Regions from separate parts of the Mus musculus genome. Here regions 1, 2, 3, 5, 6 and 7 are each linked to region 4. The links are chromatin contacts, called in public HiChIP or PLAC-seq maps. All regions are on one chromosome and are shown on one strand. The core of a region is the stretch at or near the end of the contact, and the rest is flanking DNA. Distances in the headings are between cores, read along the strand shown.

Region 1 (3,274 bases), core at 716-3,215, 280 kb after region 4:
GCTGTAAACCTGGGGAGGTCATGGTCCCTGACTGGAGAGGCTACTTTTGTTTTTTGCTAAATGGCCATGATGTGCCCTACCTGAATAACCTCCGGTATAACCTTTATTACCAAAGAATAGTGTTTCTGTCAGCTTTGATCAGAGAAGTTTTGTTTTTGTTTTTTTGCAATGGTCAGCAGGGACTGTAGAAACTCATCACTGAAGTCCAGAGAATAAGTAATTATTAAATGTCCAGACATAAATATGGTATCAATTTCAGATCCCCCCGCCCCACCATGTAGGCTCAAAGAATATGATGGCAGGAGAGGCAGAAAGAATATAAGAGCCAGAGGCTGTAGGACAGAGGTATGGAACTCTGGATTCTGGGCATGGCAAAGCTATTGTACTTTTAAGCTCGCAGCTGCTGTAAGAAGCTGTACAAGGTCAAACCCATGAACACCCTATCAGAAAGAGGAGGGGCTAATGGGACCTCACCCTTCCCTGAGGACTTACGTACAGTTAGTTGTTGATGGGAGAGGCACAAATATTTTCTTCAGTGCCATAGCCACTTGTAAGGTGTCCAGACTCTTGCGAACAAACTCTCACCAAGACTTCTATAAGCCCTAATGAACACCCCCGAAGTCACCAAAATAGAAGGAGGGCTGCTTAAGAAGAAAGGAATTACCAAAGGGAGGAGGGGGACAAGAGCTAGCCAGAGTGTGAGTGTGATAGAGATATATTATCTACGTGGATAAAAACGCCACAATGAAACGTATACATATGCATTATTAATATGTGCTAATAGCCATTTTTAATTATAGAAATTGTGGGGCCTTCGTAGAGACCATCCCAAGTTCATGTTTCACAAGCAATGTGGAAAGAAGAAGTCTCTAAATAGTGCCAGGTGCAATGGAGACCTTTTGTTTTGTTTTGTTTTGTTTGGTTTGGTTTTTGTTTGTTTGTTTGTTTGTTTTGTTTTAAAATGATCTAATGATGACGATGGTGTGGCTTCTGAAAATGGAAATGTTGGGTTTGGGTTTGGGTTATACACATTAAAGTCCCTACTCCCCAGATTGTGTGTGATTGGACAGTTTTAAGAAAGTGTCTCCATGGTGCCCCAACTGTTCTTAGTTCCCTTACATGACCCTCTTTTTTTTTTCCATTTTTTTAAAACCTAAGCCAATATTACAGATGTAGGCAGCTGTTATTTCTCCACTACTTGCATCAAGCCTTTAAGGTCGGATACCAGCATGATTTATTTAAATTTTGGCATGTGATAAGGGGTTGGTGAGCAAAATCGAGTCCTTCCTCTCCACGGTTCCCATGCTGAGCTTTGTAGCAAATTGTTCTTGACGTCCCCATTGACATCTCATAAGAGCAAATTTAAATGGGGAGATACTCATCTGCACTGAAAGAAGAATTTTAGTCATTTCCACATAAGAAAGGAATAAGGGACTGTTGTATATGTCTAGGTCTGTAGGTGTGGCTATTTTGTGCAAACATTCAGGAGATTCTCTTTTGTTTAGCTCTTGGATTCTTTGATTTCTCCTTAGCTTGCCAGACCAAATCATCGTTCCGCCCAAATCACCCAGAAAAACATAAGTAATTCCCTGTCTTTGTTTCTGTTAAACACTAAGGGAAACCAGTCATGTTAAGTGAACGTTTTTTCGTGTTTACAGTCCCCATTAATTAATGTAGGGCATCATGAAAATGGTTTTTGTGTGTTCTGGGTGAGTTTCCTAATGAGCAGAATTTCTTCAAGGATTTCTTAATCATTTAGTAGTTGAGAACATGCTATTATTTTATAAGCACTCCTGATAAATCATTTGACAAATACTCTTTGGCCCTTTACAATAATTTTTATTTCCTGTTATTTCAATTGTCTCGGCATTTTTTTCCCCTTGTAAATAGTCAGAGAGTAAGCACATTTTCAAAGAGCTGCAGGGAGGCTAAGATGCCAGTTGCATTTTAACGATATAGGGCATTATCGTTCCTACTGTAGCCAATTCTCGTTTAAATCATTGCAGTTTCTGCTCCAGCCTCCAGCTATAGAATTCTTTTCAAGCCAGCAGTGAACTTGGCAGGTTGCCAGAAGAAATATAAAGGTGTTTTGGTCCACCAAAGTATTTTGAGTGGTTCTTAGTGATACAGTGTTCTTCAGTACATCTGCACAACATTTTTCCGAAGTGAATTTTCATGTGAAAAGCCTCCTTAATCATCCCCAGTATTGTTTATCTCAATGCAGCTATGGCGGTGCCCCCCCCCCGGGGGGTGCCGACAAAATAAACAAGGGGATCCTCTAAAGAGTTTTAAAAGTGGCAGGTGCTGAGGCTGTGCCCTATTCACTTAGTAAGCAATGACATTTCTGTGCTAATCTACAGACAAACAAGAGACAGGTGACACACCGAATCTAGTACAATGCACAAGAGAAGCCGGTTTCAGCCAATGGGGTCAGCTCTAGATAAGAGCTTTAAAGGCCACTGTGGGAACGATGCAACTGTTTTTTTAACTCTCTGCCTCTCTGTGTTCTCCTGGTAAAACCAATGTTTAAACTGAAGATGTTAAGTAAACCTGGTTTAAGGTGGAAAAAAAAAGGAGGTTCAAGAATGAAATGTCTCATGATTAACTATCATAAGTGTGTGTGTGTGCATGCATGCACATATTTCCATATATACAGGCACATAGGAATGTATTTGCATTTAAAGAAAAGAAATACATCAAAACACATGGAAATCACTATCCATTTGCTAGTTGGGCTCTGAATTTGAGCCAAATATGTCACATTTTCACAACAAACCAAGGTATTTGCACGCTAAACACTGACACACACACACAGTGGAATTTACAAAATAAATGATTAAACACATTTTATATTCTTTCCCTTTCATTGATTGCCACATGTGTAAAAAAAAAAAAAAAGCGCCAATGTGGACCACTGTTAACCTATACCCGCCCACCACTTTTTGAAAGTAAATTAATCAGAAGTTGGTCAGAAATGGAATGGTGTTTTGTGAAAGACCTTTTTCTTTAAGATACTTTTTTTTCCTAAAGTGAAGGTTAGCTCTTACGGACAGCTCAGAATGCACAAGAGCAGTGAAAATTACTTAAAGTCCACTAACTGACTTACAGAGTTTGGGGATTTGCATAGTGCTCAGGAAAGACTGAAGGCTTTGCATAAGATCTTATGAAACAAAACAAAAGCCAGACAGTGGCATTCTCCCTTGCCTTTTTTTTTAATTAGGAAGCCATGGACAAGTCTGTTTTGACTACTGTGATCAAGAGTAGGAAGTTCTCA
Region 2 (3,498 bases), core at 194-2,693, 320 kb before region 4:
GTAGTTCATGGTTCAGCTTCTAGGATCTGGAGAGGTAGCATCTTTAGGCCATACCTTTGACAAATAGCAAAGGCTATCCCTTTGGCCAGCAGCTCAGTGGCCTTGACTATGTTTCCTGACCCAACTCTTTGTAGAAAGCCTGCATTACCTCTCTGTGGGAACTTCCCAAGTCTTTAACCCAGGATGGTGTCTTAGCCCCTACGTCACCTCACTGTCCAAATTTCATCCATGGGAACACAAGAACACGGGTAAAGACTAAATCTCAGCTGCCTTGAAGACCAGCTGGTCCAGATGTTTCACAGAGAAGGATGTTGAGGTACAGACTGGATGCTCCCAGGTCACCCTGCATCTGCTAGGTTGCGGCGAATGTTAACATCTTTCACTCCTACCTTGTGTAATCACACCTACATTTTAAATGATTTTTATGTCTGAGAGTAGAAGTCGCTTCCGAACCGAAGTCTGCTTGTGCCCACAGCTTCATCTCTTCATGCATATTCCTTGTATAAAAATGTCAAAAGTCTATTTTGGGGTTTTGCAGAAGAGAACTCTTTCCGAACGATGCTTGAACTGTTAAATATCATCTCCTATCTCCTTTTTTTTTGGGGGGGGGGCTCTAACCTTCAGAAAGCCTGGTACAGGATGAAAGTGGATTGAGGCTGAGATTTTCCAGAGGCTTGGTCTCACTCCAGTGAAGTGCTGCTAATCACTTTGTGTCGTTATCCAAACCAGTCTGCTGTCATTATTTAGAAGGACGGTGTACCATGGTCGAGAGAGCCATTGACCAGAATTCTTGTTATCAAAACAAATTTAGAAGAAAAAAAAAAAAACCAAAACAGTCTGTATCATTGAACTCATTAAACATGGAGTTCATCTTCTTGAGAAAGACATCTCCCCTCCCCCTTCCTGTGGCTTCTTCTTTCTCCAGTTTCCTGAAAAAAAAAAAATAAATTTGTAGGACTCAGGGTAGGTTTTCTTCCTGGGCTCCCAAGTGACAGGCTTGGATACTTGAGAGACACTGATCTAGCCCCATTCTTCCCTTCTGATAGGAAGAGAGACTATTTAATCCATCCAAGCTTAGGTAGATCATCTGTGAGATCATTTGGCAGGTAAATGGGCAACTAAGACCTTCTCTAGTCTGTCCCTTCCTTGTGAGGTTCCAAGAAGCATTAGTGAGGACGCAGGCGGGAAAGTTTCCAGTCTGTGTCTTTGCATGAATTTAATCATCTCCGTCAGAATCCTTAAGGAATTACAATAACAGAGATTCATTCATAATTCACAATTTCCATTATCTTCTTTCTACATCTAGTGTGGGGGGTAAAATTTATGGCTTCATTTACATTGTGTTCTATGAATAATAGAAGAAATACAGTAAAGGCCCGTGGAAATGCTCTTGCTGCAGAGGCACTTCGAAGTCCATCTGCATCACAATGGCTTCCTCGTTCAGTGCGGAATCTGCCAGCCTGCAGCTGCGCAGGGAGCATTTCAAAGGGGCCATCCTCATTATACAAAGTCTTCTCTTTCTTTGAACTTCAAAGCAAAAAGGAGAGACCTTAAATGGTATGGGGTAGGTAAAGTGATGAAATTGTAAGTTCAGGTATAAAATATCGTCAATTAGGAGTATGGGGGAAACAGCCGTTCGGAGGAGCAAGCGTGTTTGCTTGGAATGCAGGCGGGCAGGCACACGGTCAGATCTGAGCTTCAGGTTTCTTTGAGCTTTGGGGGCCTTAAGGGTAATCTAGCTCAAAGCCCTCCTTCTGCAGTCGGGGAAACCAAGGCACAAAGAAACAGACTTCTTCAACATTCTGCATTACAGCAGAGAGAGGGTGTGGAGCAGCCAGCCCCTCCCTCCAATCACATTACCTTTTGTTTTGAACTCAGAGTACCTGGCGTTGTGACAGGGCAATAAAGCTCGGCAGTAATCCTCTTGCTGAGGGATTCCCCCCACCCCCACCCCCGTTTTCTTTTTCTTTTTTTCCAAACCTGGAGCAAAGATGTTGCCAAAGGTAGCCCCCGCCCCCGCCCCAAATAATAATCTTCCTCAATTGAAAATCTGCGTTGAAAAAAAAAAAGGAGATTTGAAGAAAGACATTTGTTATACTTCTACAACGAAATAAATTTCAGTTTTCTTTTTATGAAGGAAGAACAGTAAGGCTGATGTAACCCTGTCTGTGCTCTATTTCTCCCCCTGGTATCTGGAAGCAGCCCTATCTATCTGCAAACAGCAACATCAACACAAACAAGATAAAACAAACAAAAACAAAAAACAAAACAAAACAAAAAAAAGCAAGCCATATTTGTGCAGAACGGCCTGTTCCTTGAGTCATCCACGTTCCAGCAGCCATCATAGCATCATAGAGGACAACTGAAAAAATAAATCCCCTCATCCAGTTCTCAGGGTGTTGTTACTCAAGGTAATATATGTGTGTGTGTGTGTGTGTGTGTGTGTGTGTGTGTGTGTGTGTGTGTATAAATATAATTGTATGTGCCTTTGCTTACAGTTTGTGGTGGGTCATGAAGAGTGATTCCCAAAACCATTCTGTCCATCAACTCCTTTCCTGGACCCTGTCTTCTGCTTCTCCTGCATAGTTTTGGAAAAGAAAAAAAAATCATGGAAAACCAATCCCATGGAAAGGTTTTAGAAAGGATCTCCGGTTTCCTACCAAAGACTCCCAGAGCACGTTCCGACTGTAGTGTTATTAAAGTGACTCAGATACCAAGCCAGTGTGGAGGCCTTTTGTATTTGGAAAGGGCAAGCAATATTAGTAGGCAAAATGCATACAGATTCAACAGCTCTGGGCTTCACGGACACACATTCTCTGTGATCCAACACATCTAATACATTTAGTCACGCACAATAAAAACCAAACAAAAGAGTCAACCATCAGTCTTTTGCCGTCTGCCGCTTCCCACCCCAAGCTTTAAGGGATTTCTCCGGTTAGGCACAGCAAAACTGAACACAGTGTTTTCTGCCCCCACCAAGGACTGGGAAAACTCGAAGCACATTTATGATGGTGAGGGGGGAAGAGAGAGAACTCGCTACATTGTTTACCTTTGTGTGCTAAGGGCTTACTCTCTTTATTCTACAAAGTGTAGCATGAAGTCAGATTGACCTCTTGCAGAGAGAATTCTAGTAGGGTGTGTACCAAGACCCACGTGTTAAGCTAACAGCAGCACACCTGAATTTTTATAGTTCATAAAGTAACCAAGACTCAATACATCAGACCTTCAAGGATTTGTGCAAGAAACTGCACCTTCCCCAATTTTCAGCAACTTTGTTGTTGTTGTTTGTTTTGTTTTTTTACACACCAGCCTGTTATTTAATTACAAGAGCTGTCTGTCTATAAGCTTAGAATGTAGGGTAGACTTTTGATCCTAACTTGTGAGACTTGAGGATTAAAGCACCGGATGGTTCTCTTGCCTCCTAACTTAAACAAAATAATGGAGACCCTGTATTATACTGGGATGGGGGCTGGGGATGATGTGGAATTATGTTTATAT
Region 3 (3,093 bases), core at 567-3,066, 370 kb after region 4:
AATAATAACTGACATGCTGACAGAGAAGTTAAGTCAACACGAATGATTAAATGGTATCATTTCCGTGATGACTGTTCTGACCCTACCCCAATTCTATAGCCATGTGTCTCACTTAGGGATCTTGTTAACATACAGATTGAAACCTCAGTTGGAGGATACCAGTTGAGATTCAACGTCCCTAGCTAGCTCTCCTCGACCAGACTCTGAGCAAAGACGATGTATTAATATAGTTCCCATTTGGCTCAGATTGGAATTTCACTTTTTGCCTCCACAGTTTTCATTTTTGGCAGGGACCCTGGGATACTTACTGTCTCTTGTGGGTGGTGCTGCTGATTACAGCTACCTGAGACAGAAAAAATTCATCCATCTAGATCAACCAAGTAAAAGCGTCTAGGGCTGGGATCTGTACAGTAGGTTTTCATGGTGTCTAGGTTATTTGGATGTACGTCAAGACTTCCATGAAACTTTATCCCAGGGCCAATGTTCTCAAACTTGAGCACACATTAAACTTCTTGGAAGTGTTGTTAAAATGCAAGATGGCCAGGGACCAGCCAAGTGACTCAGTAGGTCTGGAGTGGACCAAAGAATCTATTTTTTTTACATGCTTCTAAGTGATGTTTAAGGTTTCTGGCCTTGGAACCCTGCTTTGAGAACCATTACTAATGACCAGCATTCTCACCAGTACAAGGGATACAAGTATTACCCATTTTTCATGACCATTGGTGGTTTAAATGAGAAATGTCCCTTGTAAGCTCCGGTATTTGAAGGTTTGGTGCCCATTTGGCAGCACTGTTTGGGAACCTTTGTGAGGTAATGCCTTTTTGGAGAAAGCATGTCATGGGGCAGGCGTTTGTTATCAGCCCCACTTCCTGCTCACTCCCTGCTTGATGCTTGTGGTGGAAGACATGCATTCTTAGCTTCCTGTTTCTGCCACCACAGTTGTCAGTTCTTGCAATGCTCTTGTGCCATGATGAAGCTGTATCCTCTGGAACTGCAAGCCAGGATCAACTCTTCCTCAAGTTGCCTTGGTCATGGTGTTAATGAGTTTAATACATGGCCCAGTGGAATGAATGATGACTCATGGACAAAAGCTGTTCTATTGTGCACACAGTAGACAATTAAGAAATGACTTCTTTGATGATTAATGCTTGTGTTGTATCTATGTTCAAGCGGGTTGTTTAATAAACCTTTAGTTGACATATTTGTGATATTTAACACATAGTCCAATTCCACTGACACTCTCCTCACATCAGTGACCTCACATCTACCTGTTCATGTGTAGTAAAGGTATCATGGCTCCATTATTATTATTATTGATTATTATTATTTTTCAGCAGACCTCATCTGCCTTGAAATAGAAAGAGATTCTTGAGAGATTTAAGATTACATAAGACTGGATAGTCTCAGAAGGGAGGCAAAAGGGAAAGGGAGGGGGTTGGTGTACCCCCTTCTGAGCCTTGAAGCTCTGTCAAGATCACACCACCTTACTAAAATTCGAGCACACACAAACCCTAAAGGGTGCTTTCCCTCCCTTTGAATGCTGTGTTTCCATACAGCTCCTCCCTTGGAAGAAGTGCTCCCAGGTGGTAGTGTCAGGCCCCAGGGCTGTTCGCTGCTTCAGTGTCCTCTGTGTTAACCTGAGGAGGCTGCCTTCTGGGTTTTGCCAAGAAGCCCATCATTCTCCCTAGATTCTCGGTGTCAGAAATGACTGCTTGCTGGGCTCTGCAGCTTCCTGGGTGCACTGCAGCTATTGATCTTGCTACCAGCATCGTGAGTAATGCCGACAAGACAGTTTCTGGTGCCTTCTCTGACAACTGGCCACATTTTGGACTCACGCTGCATGCGGACTGCATCATAAACATGCCCAGATTGTGCTGACAGCGTGGAAAGCACTTGAGGATAAACATTTGTGCCAGCTAAAAATGTCTCTAAGATTGGGAGTGTTTCATCAAAAGACTTATCTGTGCATTTCTGAGGGTGTTTTTGAAAGCCTTCTATAGCCCCAAAGCAACGGTTCTGACTGATTCATTTGTCAATATCTGCTGCATTCTTTACCTTAAGCTTCAAAGAGGAAAACTAAAATGAAAAAGTTAATTCTCATTTAAAAAGGACAGATGTCCTTTCCGAGGCATAGAAAGACTTGACTGAAGGGTGCTTGCTATAGGTAAGGTTTGGGGCTTGAGAATAAGAATCTGTTGCCTAAGAAGAGATGGTAATTCTCCCTTAGCAATTGCTGCATTAATTAAGTTTGTCACTAGTTCTGGGGAAAACGGAGCAAAGCTGAGATAGCTTCAGAGCCAAGGCTGTTGTTTTGTGAAACAGTCTGAAATAGTTGTCTCCTGGTCGATAACTCTGACATGGGCAATGTTCCCTTTCTAGAGTTAAGTTTAGTCATCTGGTCCCAGGAAAAGCTATGTATTTATTAGGACCCATGGCTACTGGATATTAAATTCTCCTCTAATCTGGAGTAGAACCTAAAAGAGGATGGGAAAGAATTCATTGAGGTGAGATAAATGCTGCATGCCTAGTGGAAAGCCCTGTAGTGGCGGTAAGCTGATGTTGTGAGCACATCTTATAAATGGCCTTTGAGTGGGGAGGCAGAGAGCTGAATATAACATGCACCCATATTAGTGTTTTAATATGATCTTGTCCATTGATAGCAAGAAGAAAAAGAACCACTACAATTGTAAACCTGATTCTTGGGAATTGTGTGCTCTCTGGGTGCAAAGCACTTCCCACAGGAGGTCACTGCTCTTCAGGGAGACTCACAAAGGGAGGGCTGATCAATCCAGCTCATTTGTAGAAGCCCAGAGAGAAGAAATGTTGTCCAAGGATGAATATTTGGGAAGTAAGCAAGCTGGAACTGGGCATTTAATCAAGATCATGGAGCTCCTACCGCAACTCCCACTGAGGCAAATGGGTCCAAGGCAGTGTGGATGACAGGAGCATGAGGAATATGAAAGGTGACGCCCACTTCTAACAGGAACTGTGGGGGTAAGTCTGAGTTTCAAATTTACAGGAGCCTTTGAATCACTTATACTCACTGAAAGTTGTATTACCTATCATCTATCTATCTATCTATCTATCTATCTA
Region 4 (3,470 bases), core at 831-3,330:
AGTGGGATTTCTGCAGCAGAGTATTTATGTGCCAGATTCAGGAGGTCTGATTACAACTTCAGGTTCTCCCTCGGCAACTTTGTTTATACTTTACTTCATCCTCTGTAATCAAGCTCAGATTGCTTGAGATGCAAGGCAGATAGACTGTAAGGTGAGGGAGAGATAGGAGTGTGCAGAGAGAAAAGCTCATCTGCCCGGCCTTTGATGCTTGCTCCCTTTAAGGGTTACCCGGTAGGAATATTCTTTTCTGGTACCCTGGGCCAGCGGTTTCTTCTCTCCCTTGGTCAGACCCTGCACTTTGCCACTATTGTTAGATACTCATAGTGAAACTTAAAAGATGTTCTCTTTCGGGACAACAGGTGGCCACTGCAACCTCTAGTTCTGATTGGTGGAAAGGCCACAGGCGCCCAGTGGCCCAGAGAAAGGGCCTCCACTTCACCGTTTCAAGAACTTACTCAATGGGGTGTTGTCCTGATAACATCTCAGCACACTGCCAATTTGTGCAACCCGCTGGGCCATTAGGGAGCGCCGCTGGGTTGTCAACAGTAAATGGAGACTCAGGAGAGGGGACCAAAGCCTCTTCAGGAGGGGGGAATTAAGAGTCAACCCAGTGACAATGTGGGGAGTTGTTCCTTCTCTGAATACACAGGGCTCTCTTAGGCAGTCCCCTGACAAGTTTCTGCTAAGAACACACACACACACACACACACACACACACACACACACACACACACACACACACACACACACATTTCCACCTAATTGAAGTTTATTTTTCTTGCTTGGTTCCTGAAGTATAGTATTGAGTGAAGGAAGGTACACATAGGTGTTGCAAGCTGGAGAACACTTAGAAATCCGTGCATGTCTGGAAAAGTTCAGGTCCCAGACCAGCGAAGTGATCCAGGCCCCACACCTTTAGAGACTGTCAGTTGAAATAGTTTAACATCTTTCCCTTCTAGTTCAAAGTAGTTCGCAGATAACTGAACCGAGAAAGGGAGATCTCACAGCTCAGCCAACATTTTCTAGCGCCAAGGCTGAAGGCCAAACTTTCAAATTAACTCAGAGCAATAAAGCCAAGGGTGGTGGTGATGGTGGGGGTATGGGGGCGGAGGGTGGGGGGAGAGAAATGTAGATTAAAAGAAAGAGAAAGAAATAAGAGGGTGGGTGGGTGCAGCGTGGGGAAGTTAATCACCCAGAACCTTTTAGGAAAAGAGGGACATTTTCTCTAGGAGAGCAGCGAGTGATCCGCCTAGATCCAGTTACTCAAATGCCTTTCGAAAACAAACAAGAGTAAAGAAAATACAAAGAGACCGGACTTGAGGCTTAACCTGGGAAGCTTCAAGTCTGCTTACTTGTGAAAGGTCAGGCCCTAACACCCCTCTGGTAAAGACCACAGGTGTACATGGGGTTCCGGCTCCTGGCTCAGGAGCCACCTGCACAGGTTAGTTTCTGGGCTGAGTCTATACCGGGGATATCCAAGTAGAAGAGTAAGTAGGGTAGAGGGATTGGGAAACAGGTCCCCCACCAGCAAGAACTGGGACGAGGTGGTAGGGGCAGAAGAGAGGGCTGGGTGAGAAGTGGACGGTTTTGGGATGCTGGGGCCAAGGGAAGCGAGGGTCGCACGGGAGAAGAGTGGGACTCGAGGAGGGACGGTGCTGGCAGCAGCGGGGAGGCCGAGGGAGGCCCGGGAGCGGGGAGAGCGGTGAGGCCGCGGGGACAAAGAGGACCGGGGAGGGAAGGGGTGGGACGGTGAGAGGCCGGGAGAGGAGCGCGCGGTGGCCGGGGCTGCACGGGGCGCGGGGCGGGGCGCGAGCCCGGAGGCGGTCGGCGGCGGAGCGCACCGGCGGGGCGGGCGGCGCGCCAGCTGCCCGCGGTGGGAGGGGCGGAGCGGCAGCGGCGCGGGGAGGGGACCGGCGGCGGCAGGAGGGGGAGCGGCAGGGGAGGGGCCGGGCCCCTTGTCTCCGCGGCTCCTCGGCTCAGTCCGCCCGGGGAGGAGGAGCGGGGCCAGCCGCCGCCGCTGCCGCCGCCGCCGTCCCAGCTTCGCCGCGCACCTGAGCTCGCCGGCCGTCCCGGGCCCACGCGCTGCGCCCCGCGCCCCGGGCGCCCGGCCCGCGCGCAGCCAGCTTCGGTGTCCCGGTGGGGCGCGTCCCTCGGGCCGCCTCCCGCTCTCCCGCGGCTCGCGTGGCCGCGCCTTTGTGTGCTGCAGCCGCAGCTCCCGGGCTCGTCGGCGGCCCCCGCGCGACGCCCCTACAGTCCCACGGCCCGTGCGCTGTCCCCGGGCGCCCCCGGCCGGGCGTCCTCGACGGTGGATCGTACGGCCGCGAGGAGGCGGGTAGCGGCCCCGGCGAGTTCCAGCCCCGGCCCCCAGCCCCCGGCCCCGGCATGGATGTGAGGTTCTACCCCGCGGCGGCCGGGGACCCAGCCGGCCTGGACTTCGCGCAGTGCCTGGGGTACTACGGCTACAGCAAGGTGACCGGGCCGGGGGCGGGGGCCACCTCTCCATCCCGGGCGCGTCCCTCGTCCCGCCTAGCCTGCTGCACTTTCTTTCTGATCTTTCCTTCCCACCCGCTGGCTTCTCGGTGCGCCTTAGTCTCCGACCAACTCTTTTCGTCTTCTCTTTACGTGCCCTTTCTACCCACCTTTTTGTCCCTCTGCTGGCGCTCCCTCTGCCCTCCTGGTCCCCTCCCCCGCTCCCCCTAAAAGCTGTGTGAAGCGCAGTCCCGGGACTGAGCCGAGACTGGCGTGTGATTCTTTGTTGATGTTATTAGTAAACTCGATTGCAACACCCCTACTATGTGTGCATGGGGGTGGGGGGACACGCTACGTAGGGGGTCCCCGATCTCGTGGGCCAGAGATTCCATACCTTCGCAGCCCATCTCACCTCACCCACCCAGTCAGGAGCTGGTCCCCGGGAGCTTGGAGAAGATGAACAAACTTTATAGAGTGTGGCTGGGTCTGGGGTCTGGATCTGGGAAGCCTGAAGTTGCAGGATCCCAGCAGGTGCCTCTTACTTCCCCTGCTCTAGGGCGCTTTGGTCTACTAGACCAAGATGCTCGCCTCTTCCGAGTTAAGGCAGTGGGCTTTCGTATTTTATTTTATTTTGCGGAGGAGGGCGGGTTAAGTTTTTTTTCTTTCATGGAGATCAGAGTTGCAGCTCCACATCATGCCTCAGGGTCACCCCATCTTCCTCACCTCTTGCCGCACAAACTTACAGGAGTAAGCGATTCAGGTGGTCATAGGTGGACCTTGGACGCAGTCAGTGGGCTTCCCGGATCCGGTTGTCTACCTTGCCTACTGCTCCCACCACAGAGCTTTGCGACATAACCCTGAGGGCGATATTCAGAGAAAGAGTCCTGCGCCTTTTGATTGTGTGTGTGTGTGTTGTGTGTGTGTGTGTGTGTGTGTGTGTGTTTCCCCTTCCCCCTGCTCCTCCCTCCTCTCCGACTTTTCTTTCAAATCCTAGTTTGTTT
Region 5 (3,294 bases), core at 399-2,898, 290 kb before region 4:
AAGTTAGTGAGTAGTGGTGCTTGAACTTGGAAGGCTGTGATCTCGAGTGGCTGGCACTACCCCATGAAACATAAGAATAAAGCCCACACAGCTGGTGGCATAGAGAGGGACCGATCCCCAACCTGTGCTTGAGCCCTGGAATTCAGCTAGGCTGGCTCCAGGGATCTACTCCTGCAAGGGTAAATTCTCCTCTCTTGGAGTTGCTAGCTTCAGTTCATTTCAGTTGTGATGCACTCATTCCCGTGTGGATTTCTTGGCGGATAATCCCTTTCGATGCTTCAAGAGAATGCTTCAATGGGACAGTGGATTTGGAAAAATTGCTAGGCAAGATTCCTCTACTTGGGAATTTTTGATGCATTTTACTATGTAAAAGACAGAATTTTAGGATTTGAGAAAATTTGATTAGTTCTATTTTTCTAAGATGTACTTGGCCATTTCGGCACATTTTTTAGGGGGAGGGGAAATCACATTCATCATGGAACATTCTGTGCCACGTTTGCTCTAGAAAGGGAGAAATGCTTCCATGTTGCCAGTAATTATACGATTATGTAAAGCTTGCCCCCAGTCTTGCTCTACCCCACCCGAGGTTCTTTTTATTGTCATACTGTAATTAAAGTACTATCCACGATGATTCATGCGTCTAAATAGACATCGTGTATCTGACAAAAAAAATGTGTTTTAGACATATATTTAGATTGCTAGGCAACTGCATTAAGATAGACTAGGTATTTCAACCAGGCAGCTTGGCTTAGCTATTTTTATAGTCACTGGATAAATGGATATTTATTTACATATCTAGCTGGAACTACTTAATTATTTATTATCTATGAGCTCGACACATGTTCATTGAGCTGCCACTTCACCACAGCCCTTAACCTCAAAGGTACAAGACTTTGGAGGTCTTCATCCATGGATCCAAATTCTAGTCCTTCTATGGTTGCTCCTGCAGTGCCTTCCAGCCTCGTGGCCACTTATGCCGCTCTGGCTTTGTTAGCCTTAACCTGTAATCTGAGATAGATTTTGAGTCACCGCACCAGGAGAATTAGATAACATATCACAGGTTCTTACCCAGATAAGCATGTTAAATTTTGGCTTCTTCCTAAGATAGCATCGTGTTTAACACTAATGACAATCTAGGAGATAAACAGAGCATCTATTACTGCCCTCGATATCACTCTGGTTCTAACACCCAGCAACTGGGGGAGTCACTTAGCCTCTTGAAGCTCATTGCCTTACCTGTCAATTAGGGAAGACATCAATATCCACTTTATTGAATTTTATGAGGATGCAGCGAGCTAAGGCACACGTGGCACACAGAGTAACATTAGCATCAGCCAACATCTAAATCTCATTACATTGCTAGTAACAACAACAATAATACTATACATTCATATAAAATATAAATAGAACCCCCAGCCTTAGTAAATGATGGTATTTTTTTTTCTTGCTTAACCTCATGTTTTCTTCATTTGGAAGAATCATCCTTGGCTGCAATTCATTGCACTGGACTCCATTAATCACGGCCTGTTTTGTTCTTCCTGACAGTAATGAATAGAAACTGATAGAAACCAGCCGTCAGGCCATAGAAGAGGGGTGCACATGCCCTTTCCAAGGCACTGCTTAATTATCCTGTGTGCAAGGAATACCATATGCTGCCTATGTTGCAGTCCCCCTCCCCCGCTGCAATTTACTCTGGGTCACAACAGTATGCTGCCTCTCTCTCTCTCTCCCTCTCTCTCTCCCTCTCCCTCTCCCCCTTTCCTGCCCTCCACTCCTCTCTCCTTCACTCCTTCCCTTCCTCCCCTCACTTTTTCTTTAGATTGGGTCTCATATAGCCCAGGCTAATCTCAACTTCAAATATATACAGCTAAGGATGACCTTGACCTTCTGACACTCCTGGGATTACAGGCATGCATCCCTGCATCACGTTTGTGTGGTCTTTGGGAATAATCAACCCAGGGCTGCTTCCTACATACTAGGTAAGCAAGTAGTATCCTACCAACAGAGCCTGCCATTCTTACTTAAAAATTTTATTTATTTTTATATGTATAGGTGTTTTATTTTTCTGCACATATGTCTATACACTATCTGAGTGCAAGACCAACCAGCAGCGATCAGAAGAGAAGAGATCCCCTGGAAGTGAATTTACAGACAGTATGAATGGCTAGATAGGTGCTGGGAACTGAACCCTGGTCCTCTGGAAGAGCAGCCAGTGCTCTTAACTGCTAAGCCATCTTGCTCATTTTAAAAGCACATGCTTGCCTCTTCCTCTGCACATTTCAGAGAGAGATTTGACTTAGTTGTTCTTCCTTATAATTTTATTTTTATATTTATTATTTTTGTCTGTATTTACGGAGATCAGAAGACAACTTGTGGCAGCCAGTTTTCTCCTTCTCCCCCATGAGTTCCAGGTTGCCAGGCTTGTACAGCAAGAGCCTTTGCTCACAGAACCATTTCACTGGCCTGTAATTTAATTACTTTATTAATAATTTAAAATTGTATTTATTTGTATGTGCATTCATGAGTGAATATGTGTGTATGTGCACATGTAGCATGTGCTTGTACATGTGTATGCATATGCACATGCATATGTGTGTGCATGTATGCATGTGTCATGGTATGCATGTGGACGTGTTGGAGTTGGTTTTCTCCTTCTACCCTGTGACTCCTGGGGATGAAAGTCAGGCTGTCAAGCTTGGTGGCATCAGATCATGTTGATGACCATCATGTTGGCCCCATAATTTTGTTTTTGAATTTGGTGACTTTCTGATTCTCTCTTGTCTGCCTTCCTTTTGCGTTCTTGTTAAGTCAGTGACACCAGCTGTACTTCAAGGCTGGGGCTAGCTGGCGCTTAATGAACAGAAGACAGAAGGACTCCTCTCTATCAGAGTGAGGTATAACCACCTGGGTCAAGGCAGATAGCTGCTTCAAGCACATTGGAATCAAATGTCAAATATCAAGGCATTCTAGCTTCTAAAATTTGTGGTTGACTGCTGCTAAGGGTTTAGCTTAGTTGGTAGAGTATTTGCCTAGTGTACACAAAGCCCTGGGTTTCATACCCAGCACCACCTAAGTCAGGTACAGTGACACAAGCCTGTAATCCTAGCACTTAACTAGATAGTGATGACTAGCCTGGGCTACATGGGCCATCTCCTCCCACCCCCACCCAAAACAAAGCAGGATAAAATCTAAGATTTCCTTTTATTTGAAAATTAGGTTCGACGCTGCATCATTAGCCACTGTTGGCTATCAAGAGCATTCTAGTTATCAAATTATTTTATCCAGGAGTGGGAA
Region 6 (3,411 bases), core at 169-2,668, 480 kb after region 4:
GTATCCAGAGTCCTTTCTCCATAGATGGGTAGTTTTGGAAGGACTCAGAATCTTTCAAGGACCATTTACATTGTGGCAGTGATTTCATAAAGCATATTGTAGGATTCCAGAAAACAGTGTGTTCCTGTGCAAGCAAACTGCCAACTTCCTCATAGATACTGGAAAATCATCAAAAAGAAATCTCCTGGATATTCAAAACCCTCGTTAGTGTTCTTACAGTGAGGACATTAGAGTCTGAACTGGCAGTATTTTTCACATTGTCACATTGAGTCAGACCTTAAAAATGTCAGCCCAGTATGTTTCATGAAAAGAGAGAACTTAGGCAAGATTGTGCCCAACTCATCCTCTCTGACGTTCCTTGAGGTGGTCCAGACTCTATCAAACTTAAGAACACACTCAAGATTTAGATCTTACAATCAAACATTTCTTGATTCTGTTATGAACAGAATTCACAAGCATAGAGGTATCTGTTGCTTTTAATTCAGCTAAACAATACTACCAGCAACTCCAGTTACATCCTGCCCCCATCCCCAACCAGAGGAGGCTTTTCTTTATTAGGACACAGCTTTTCTAATTGCTGTGCAAGACAGGACAGCTCAAAGCTAACTGGAGCATTCGCAGAGATCCCTGTTTCCTCCTCTGCTCCTGTTGGAATCAGTTGACTTAAAGCTGAACATATGGCAGCTGCCATCGTAACCCAGAAACCATTTCTCTCTGCCATGGCAACGGGATAATCAATGCATACTCATGGCTGAGACTCAATAAATGCACAATGGCACAACGTGTAATTTGATGTATTTACTCCTTTGTTTGCTTGTTTTCAAAGGTGTTTGGAATAGCGGTAGATAATTAATACCTGTTCTTTCAACATACCAGTCAAGACTTCCCAAGATGTCTGGGCTTCTTTAAGCATCATGCCTTCCTCATTTTGATTTTAAGATCTTAATGCAGCCATAACTCTCTTCCAAATTTTAGGGATTTCAGTCATCCTTGAAGACATTATTAATTCCATTTATCCAAAAGACCTCTCGAACTGACCCACAGTGCTGTTCTTAAGTTCTACACCCAGGGATCAACATGGTGATTAGAATTGCCCCAGTGCACCTGACATTTGTAGACTGAATCATTCGGCTCCATCGTGACAAGAACAGCAAGCCCTGCATCCTCCCTTCTGTTTTAAGGGCAAATGTCTTAGTTTTGCTTCATTGTTCTTCTTGGTGGTGAGTTCTCTCCTTGCTCAGCCTGGGGGGGGGGTAATTGCATCTTACTGTCTATATCAAAGTAATGCTGTCATATAAACTGTTGGAGGGGAGAAGGGGAAAAAAGATATTTTCTGTGAGCAGTCATTGCCAGGGGCTGATTCTTCAGACTTTACATAGCCTCATTCCAAGAAAAGCCATGCTGAAGAATGAGAAGGAGGAGGGAACGGGAGTGGGAGGCATAGAAGTGTGGTCTCAATTTCTGCCTGCGAGCAGCTTACAGCGCCTCCCATAGGCCAGGTAGCACAAAGTGTTGGTGTGCATGGCCTCTAAGCTTCAGCCCCTGTCTCTGGCTCTTTGCAGAATGCAGTCCTTGGCACCATACAAGCCTGTTAGCATTTTAATTTAGCTCCAAATGCCACTGCTCAGCAGACAGATCTAGTTCCTTGCTTCGGTTAATGGTACACTGACAAACATGAGGGCGTTTTCAAGATGTGAAGTAAGTGTCAGAAGTTACAAAGCTGAGATGACTTCTCTGCCAAGCCCCAGGAATGTGACAGCAGAAAAGACTCTGACAAAGATCTGCACAGCCCCACGCCCCAGGCAATGTACTCCTGAGACTTGCTGGGACCCAAATGAGACCCAAAGACTTAGACTTTGAACTTCTCTTTGCTCCATGGGATGTGACTTGTGCAAGTCACCCAGTTGATTTCTCGTTGACTCGCTGTCCATGGATTCTGAACACTACTTGCAAACTAGACACATATGTTTGGGATTAGGGATAGAAGTGGGCAGGCTGTTTTGTCTTATGCAACTCTGTGTGGCAAAGCCATCATTGCCCAAGACCAGTAGATTCATATATCTACCTGATACTACCTAACCATTACCACTTATCAATTAAGTAAGTGAGAAAGTTCTTCATGAGAAGTTTTAAACTATAGGAAAGAGCTGGAGAGACAGCTCAGTACTTAAGATCACTTTAAGATCACTTGCTACTCTTGAAGAGGAGCCAGGTTTGATTCTTAACACAGACATGAAAGCTAACAACCATTTGTAACTCTAGTTCCAGGATATCCAATATCTTTTTTTTTCCTGGTTTTCACTTGCACCAGGCACATATGTGGTAAACAGCCAGCAAGCAAACACACACACACACACACACACACCAGACAATACAGTGTGCGTGGGATGGGATGCATAGAAAGATATCTTATAAGGGAGGGTCACTTCCTCCCTGTACACTGGATATGCCTAAGCACTTTGTCCTTTTAGTATGTGTAGGGATAGTGATGTGTACTTCTAATTAAGAGTGGCTTGTTCAATATATTCCTAATCAACCCAGAGCTTATGACAGACATTAGCAATCAAGCATAGCACAGCATTCTTTCTGGCTGAATTTCAACAAGGTAGTCTCAGAATCCTTCTAGGATAACCCTCCACACTTATTCTACCAGCCACTCAAAGTTGCACTGTGAAATGAAATAGTACACCCTTGGGTCTGGGTTCTTCTGGCCTCTTCTTCAGGTGAATGATGAGACATAGCAGGCAGCCATAGTCTAGAAGCTATACATATTTAGCCCTTTCTATGGTCTCCTCTACTTGCCTTGTGATAGTGCAGGCACATGAAGAACACCTTGGGCAGGCAGAATTGTGTCACTAGGAGACAGCTTTACTCCCCATGTCACTGTGCCTTCTCCTGACATTCATCAGGGCTTCCAGATGCACGCACACCACATCCTTTAATCTACAGAGGAATATACAATGACATAGTAGACAGAATTCTGAGAAAGCAGCTAGGATTTCAGTACCTTGATGTTTACATTCTGTTTTTAACCTGTGGAGACACTACCGAGTTAATTACTTTTCTCTCTCATATCAATGAAAAGGAATGGGCTATGGGGCTCACAGTTTTAGGGTACAGTCCATTATACCAGAAAAGGCAAAGATAGTGCCAAAACCATGAGGCATCAGTCATATTGCATTCAGTCAAGAATAAGCAAGAGATGAATGCTTCTCTCTAGATCATGCTCACCTTTTTTATTCTAAGATCCCAGTCCCTGGAATAGTGTCATTCATGCTTGGGGTAGGTCTTCTCATCTCAATGAACCTGCCCTAGAAGAAGCTTCCTCACAGACGTGCCCAGAGGTCTGCTTCCATGATGATTCTTAATCTCAAGTTGACAATCAATACCAATTAAAATATTTTGGTCCTC
Region 7 (3,232 bases), core at 554-3,053, 440 kb after region 4:
TACAGGTGTGTCCTACATGTATGCATAAGAAAGATGCAGAAGGAGATTTGGACTCATGATGTGACAAGAAGAACAGCGATGACATGCTAAGAAGACAGAGGAAAGGTCCACAAGTCAGGGAGTATTTGTGACATTACAGAGCACTGAAAGATGTCCCTCAGAGCCCCCAGGAGTTTCCAGCACTGGTCAGATACTGACATTGGTCTATGAGAGCCAAATCATATTCCAGAGCTACCAGAGACTAGATCTGAGTGCATGGGTTTGCCATAAATGTGTACTAATTTGTCATAGTGGAGATAGGAGACTGATTTCTAACGAAACAAGGCCATTATTTTGTGGGCTTTCACATCTGACTGCATGATAGATTTAGCCCTAGAGGATGAATGCATCCTCTCCAATGCATGTGTTGTAAAATGTTCGGGTAGCAAGCAGGGAGGCGGTGTCATGGTTTCTGTGGTTGAGGAGAGGGAATCCCTAGAGTGAGTGAGCTTCTTAAGGGGAACGATAGTGAACACATGATGGGCATAAGCTGTATCACTTTTAACAGCTCCATCCTGTTATCGTAAGATTCTTCTCTCATAGAACTTCATGACTAATCTCCTCCCGCAGGTTTTATAGCCTTCAGTGTCAGTCAGTGTCGATAGGAGTAGAGGTGGGTGTGAAGCTTGGCCAGAACAGCAGTACAATGTGGCCTATGCATAAGGAAAAATCCCAGGGAAAATGCATGCCTAAAATAACGCTTTTTTGTCTTCTAAGTCCTTCAGAGAAGGGGAAGAATAAATTAATTGCTGTGGCTGAGTCATGTGAAAGATCACAAGGCTTGTTGTAGTCTGCAGTTCCCGCAACCACTCTGCCTTCTTATAGATGCTGTATACCTGAGAAGCTCTTAGAAACTTAATCAAAAATGCTATAAATATTTTAAGTGTGCATGAGGCCCTTTCTTGGGAAAAGAATAAGATGTCTGCAGATCTCTCTCTCTCTCTCTCTCTCTCTCTCTCTCTCTCTCTCTCTCTCTCTCTGTGTGTGTGTGTGTGTGTGTGTGTGTGTGTGTGTGTGTGTGTGAGGGGTGACAGGGAGTGTGCAGTAAATGGATACTTGTTAAAATTCTTTCATAACATTTCAATCTCTTGCTATTGTTAATAACATTATTGTGGGTACACTAGGCAGATTGTGCCTGAAATACATGGTTTCTAAGCCGGTATTACAGAGATTTCCAGCCCAAGCTTGTTTCTGTTTTATAGTGTGTGTTTAATAGGAGCAGGGACACATCTAAAGGTCATTGCCTACACTGTGGCTCTGTGTCTTACAATGCCTGACTGATGTTTTTTAAAAGAGTAGCTGAATATTTAGACTGTCCAGGATGGAGACTGTCTCACAAGCTGACAAACACACATCTATCTCGATAATGGAACCCATTCTTTTTCTTTTTTCTCTCGTGTGTTTGCTCACATAAATACAACACAGAGAGCATTCAGCTGTGACTCATGAATAAATCTGGAAGATGCATGAGAAGCCACAGCATTCAGCTTTGATTTTTAGAAAAGAGAAGCAAGGTGGTGTTGTGTGTGGGGGGGCACACATTTTAGAGACATTTATTGGTCCTGAGGTTGTTGTTGTTGTTGTTGTTGTTGTTGTTGTTGTTGTTGTTATATTGAGTCCTTTGCTATCTAGTTAAAGGAAAGGCAGGATCACTTGCATAACTTAGTGAATTCCACATTAGGAATCCAACGTGCACTTATGCTCTGCTCTGGGGGTTAAAGTGTAGGCTCATTTTGTAGCATTTAAAGATACAAAGGACTACAGTGGTGCTACTCAGGAGGAGAAAATGTGGATCTCACTCTTGGCCACTTCCTCCTTCTTTAGTGTCCATTGTAGACTGCTAATTGCTTAAATACCTCTTTTCCACCAACATTGGAGGCAGCTGAATCAGGTTATATTACACACCAGTGGACTGAAGAAGATATCTTCAGCAAAGCTATGGATTGTCATTTTCTAGAGTAGACAGAGCTAAGTTTTATTGAATGTGCTTATTTATTTACTCATAAAGTCAAAACAAAAATAGCTGCCTTGGTGGAGCTAATGAAGTGCTAGCACATGCTTGGATGTGCTAAGTGCCCAAGACCAAAGGTGAGTATTAAATCCAGGTGGCAGGTTGAAATTTGTATGCATGCTCCAACTTGTGAATAATACCGTGTTCTATGTTTGGCAACAGGTTATGGTACAGCGGACATGAACTTTGAGACCAAAATTCATTAACAATAATGGATGACATCTGTATGTATCTGTTCATTTTACTTATTTAATAATTTGATATAATTCAGCCAATAGTACATGTCTGCCTTTATTGAGAATCCAAACTAGGAGAAAGAGAAATACATTGTGTTCTGTTTTGTAATCATGGAGTTGCCTGTAGCTCTGGCCCAATTAGCTTTTAATTTAAATAAGCAGGGCAAGCATCCTTGGTGCTCCCCAGTTTCTTTCAGTCTGAACTTGATGTTTCCAGGTCTTCTTTCTGATACCCAAATGTGGCAGATGTCACCTTTAAACACAGAGCATCACCCTCTCTGTTAGACCGTGTTAGCTTTAAGTGACAATGAGGATTGTCATTGAGTAGATTTAAAACATCCCTCTGTGACATATGTTGGCACCTGGTAATTATGCAGGTCTCTTGATAAATGAGCAGTTTGGAAGCCAGATCAGAACAACAGTTTATATCACTGTTAAAAGAATTTCCCCCTTGTTTTAGCTGTCTGGTACTTGTAGAATCTTGACTGAAAGTCCCCAAATGGCACTGAAATTCCTTTTGTGTGTGTGATCATGCCCCTGCTGTCAGCCCTCACAGGCATAGATGTCATAGTAAAAATGATCCTGGGGAAAGATGAGCATCTCTTTTGACTTTTTATTTCTTGTGAAAGTGGAGAGAAGGGGCAGGAGATTAAGAGAGAGAAAGACAGAAAGGTACATTCATTTAAAAATGACAAAGATAATATTTCTCCATTTGCTCTTCCTGCCAGGCAAGAGTAATAAAACCTGCTTTACCCTTCCAGAATTGTTTTGAGGTACAAATTGGGTAAGAGATTTAAAGTTCCTTTGAGAGTTAGGGAACGTGAGGTAATGTTCTGACATCTCTTCAGGTTTAGCTTAAAATAATGTAGAATAACATATTTTCTGGGACAGAAGTCAGAATAGGCTCCATGGTATCTCTTCTTGTTTTCTGGTCATTCTACTCCAC

Evidence for each region. HiChIP or PLAC-seq counts read pairs in DNA pulled down with a chosen protein or histone mark.
Region 1: a contact with region 4 is called in an H3K4me3 HiChIP or PLAC-seq map of embryonic forebrain, with 4 times the contacts expected there. The contact joins the enhancer-like site here to the promoter of Tox3 in region 4. A contact is called at or near these places in 5 of 39 promoter capture datasets (cranial neural crest, embryonic stem cells, frontonasal cranial neural crest and 2 more), 1 of 484 Hi-C or Micro-C datasets (neural progenitor cells), 19 of 115 datasets of contacts at active chromatin or transcription factors (astrocytes, cardiomyocytes, craniofacial prominence and 13 more) and 1 of 9 other capture datasets (embryonic stem cells).
Region 2: a contact with region 4 is called in an H3K4me3 HiChIP or PLAC-seq map of embryonic forebrain, with 6 times the contacts expected there. The contact joins the enhancer-like site here to the promoter of Tox3 in region 4. A contact is called at or near these places in 9 of 39 promoter capture datasets (the 3T3-L1 cell line, cranial neural crest, embryonic stem cells and 5 more), 6 of 484 Hi-C or Micro-C datasets (embryonic fibroblasts, embryonic stem cells, nephron progenitors and 2 more), 19 of 115 datasets of contacts at active chromatin or transcription factors (craniofacial prominence, embryonic basal ganglia, embryonic forebrain and 9 more) and 1 of 9 other capture datasets (embryonic stem cells).
Region 3: a contact with region 4 is called in an H3K27ac HiChIP or PLAC-seq map of SST interneurons, with 3 times the contacts expected there. The contact joins the enhancer-like site here to the promoter of Tox3 in region 4. A contact is called at or near these places in 3 of 39 promoter capture datasets (cranial neural crest, embryonic stem cells and maxillary cranial neural crest) and 11 of 115 datasets of contacts at active chromatin or transcription factors (SST interneurons, astrocytes, embryonic basal ganglia and 8 more).
Region 5: a contact with region 4 is called in an H3K4me3 HiChIP or PLAC-seq map of neural tube, with 5 times the contacts expected there. The contact joins the enhancer-like site here to the promoter of Tox3 in region 4. A contact is called at or near these places in 5 of 39 promoter capture datasets (cranial neural crest, frontonasal cranial neural crest, maxillary cranial neural crest and 2 more), 12 of 115 datasets of contacts at active chromatin or transcription factors (SST interneurons, craniofacial prominence, embryonic basal ganglia and 8 more) and 1 of 9 other capture datasets (adipose tissue).
Region 6: an H3K4me3 HiChIP or PLAC-seq map of forebrain shows a contact between it and region 4, with 6 times the contacts expected there. The contact joins the enhancer-like site here to the promoter of Tox3 in region 4. A contact is called at or near these places in 4 of 39 promoter capture datasets (embryonic stem cells, liver, second pharyngeal arch cranial neural crest and 1 more), 1 of 484 Hi-C or Micro-C datasets (cortical neurons) and 7 of 115 datasets of contacts at active chromatin or transcription factors (embryonic forebrain, embryonic hindbrain, embryonic midbrain and 4 more).
Region 7: an H3K27ac HiChIP or PLAC-seq map of oligodendrocyte precursor cells shows a contact between it and region 4, with 29 times the contacts expected there. The contact joins the enhancer-like site here to the promoter of Tox3 in region 4. A contact is called at or near these places in 1 of 39 promoter capture datasets (stem cell-derived epiblast-like cells) and 8 of 115 datasets of contacts at active chromatin or transcription factors (astrocytes, embryonic forebrain, embryonic hindbrain and 5 more).

Annotation. Positions count from the first base shown.
Region 1 is chr8:90,068,607-90,071,880 of GRCm38.p6, reverse strand. No RefSeq gene overlaps it. Among named protein-coding and RNA genes, the nearest start is that of Tox3, 280 kb to the left of the region's middle. Within about 2 kb of position 1,965, at least 23 of the 459 cell types and tissues checked have an H3K27ac peak or open chromatin away from gene starts, as enhancers often do. A contact at or near this core is called in embryonic basal ganglia, embryonic brain, embryonic forebrain and 2 more, where this site is marked.
Region 2 is chr8:90,668,901-90,672,398 of GRCm38.p6, reverse strand. No RefSeq gene overlaps it. Among named protein-coding and RNA genes, the nearest start is that of Gm35850, 70 kb to the left of the region's middle. Within about 2 kb of position 1,443, at least 48 of the 459 cell types and tissues checked have an H3K27ac peak or open chromatin away from gene starts, as enhancers often do. A contact at or near this core is called in craniofacial prominence, embryonic basal ganglia, embryonic forebrain and 6 more, where this site is marked.
Region 3 is chr8:89,974,489-89,977,581 of GRCm38.p6, reverse strand. No RefSeq gene overlaps it. Among named protein-coding and RNA genes, the nearest start is that of Gm24212, 310 kb to the right of the region's middle. Within about 2 kb of position 1,816, at least 8 of the 459 cell types and tissues checked have an H3K27ac peak or open chromatin away from gene starts, as enhancers often do. A contact at or near this core is called in SST interneurons, where this site is marked.
Region 4 is chr8:90,346,862-90,350,331 of GRCm38.p6, reverse strand. It overlaps Tox3 (TOX high mobility group box family member 3), which reads left to right and starts at 2,080. Exons shown (of 7, transcript NM_172913.3): 1 at 2,080-2,469. The coding sequence starts at 2,383.
Region 5 is chr8:90,634,280-90,637,573 of GRCm38.p6, reverse strand. No RefSeq gene overlaps it. Among named protein-coding and RNA genes, the nearest start is that of Gm39220, 100 kb to the right of the region's middle. Within about 2 kb of position 1,648, at least 17 of the 459 cell types and tissues checked have an H3K27ac peak or open chromatin away from gene starts, as enhancers often do. A contact at or near this core is called in craniofacial prominence, neural tube and second pharyngeal arch cranial neural crest, where this site is marked.
Region 6 is chr8:89,870,263-89,873,673 of GRCm38.p6, reverse strand. No RefSeq gene overlaps it. Among named protein-coding and RNA genes, the nearest start is that of Gm24212, 200 kb to the right of the region's middle. Within about 2 kb of position 1,418, at least 14 of the 459 cell types and tissues checked have an H3K27ac peak or open chromatin away from gene starts, as enhancers often do. A contact at or near this core is called in cortical neurons and forebrain, where this site is marked.
Region 7 is chr8:89,903,857-89,907,088 of GRCm38.p6, reverse strand. No RefSeq gene overlaps it. Among named protein-coding and RNA genes, the nearest start is that of Gm24212, 240 kb to the right of the region's middle. Within about 2 kb of position 1,803, at least 17 of the 459 cell types and tissues checked have an H3K27ac peak or open chromatin away from gene starts, as enhancers often do. A contact at or near this core is called in oligodendrocyte precursor cells, where this site is marked.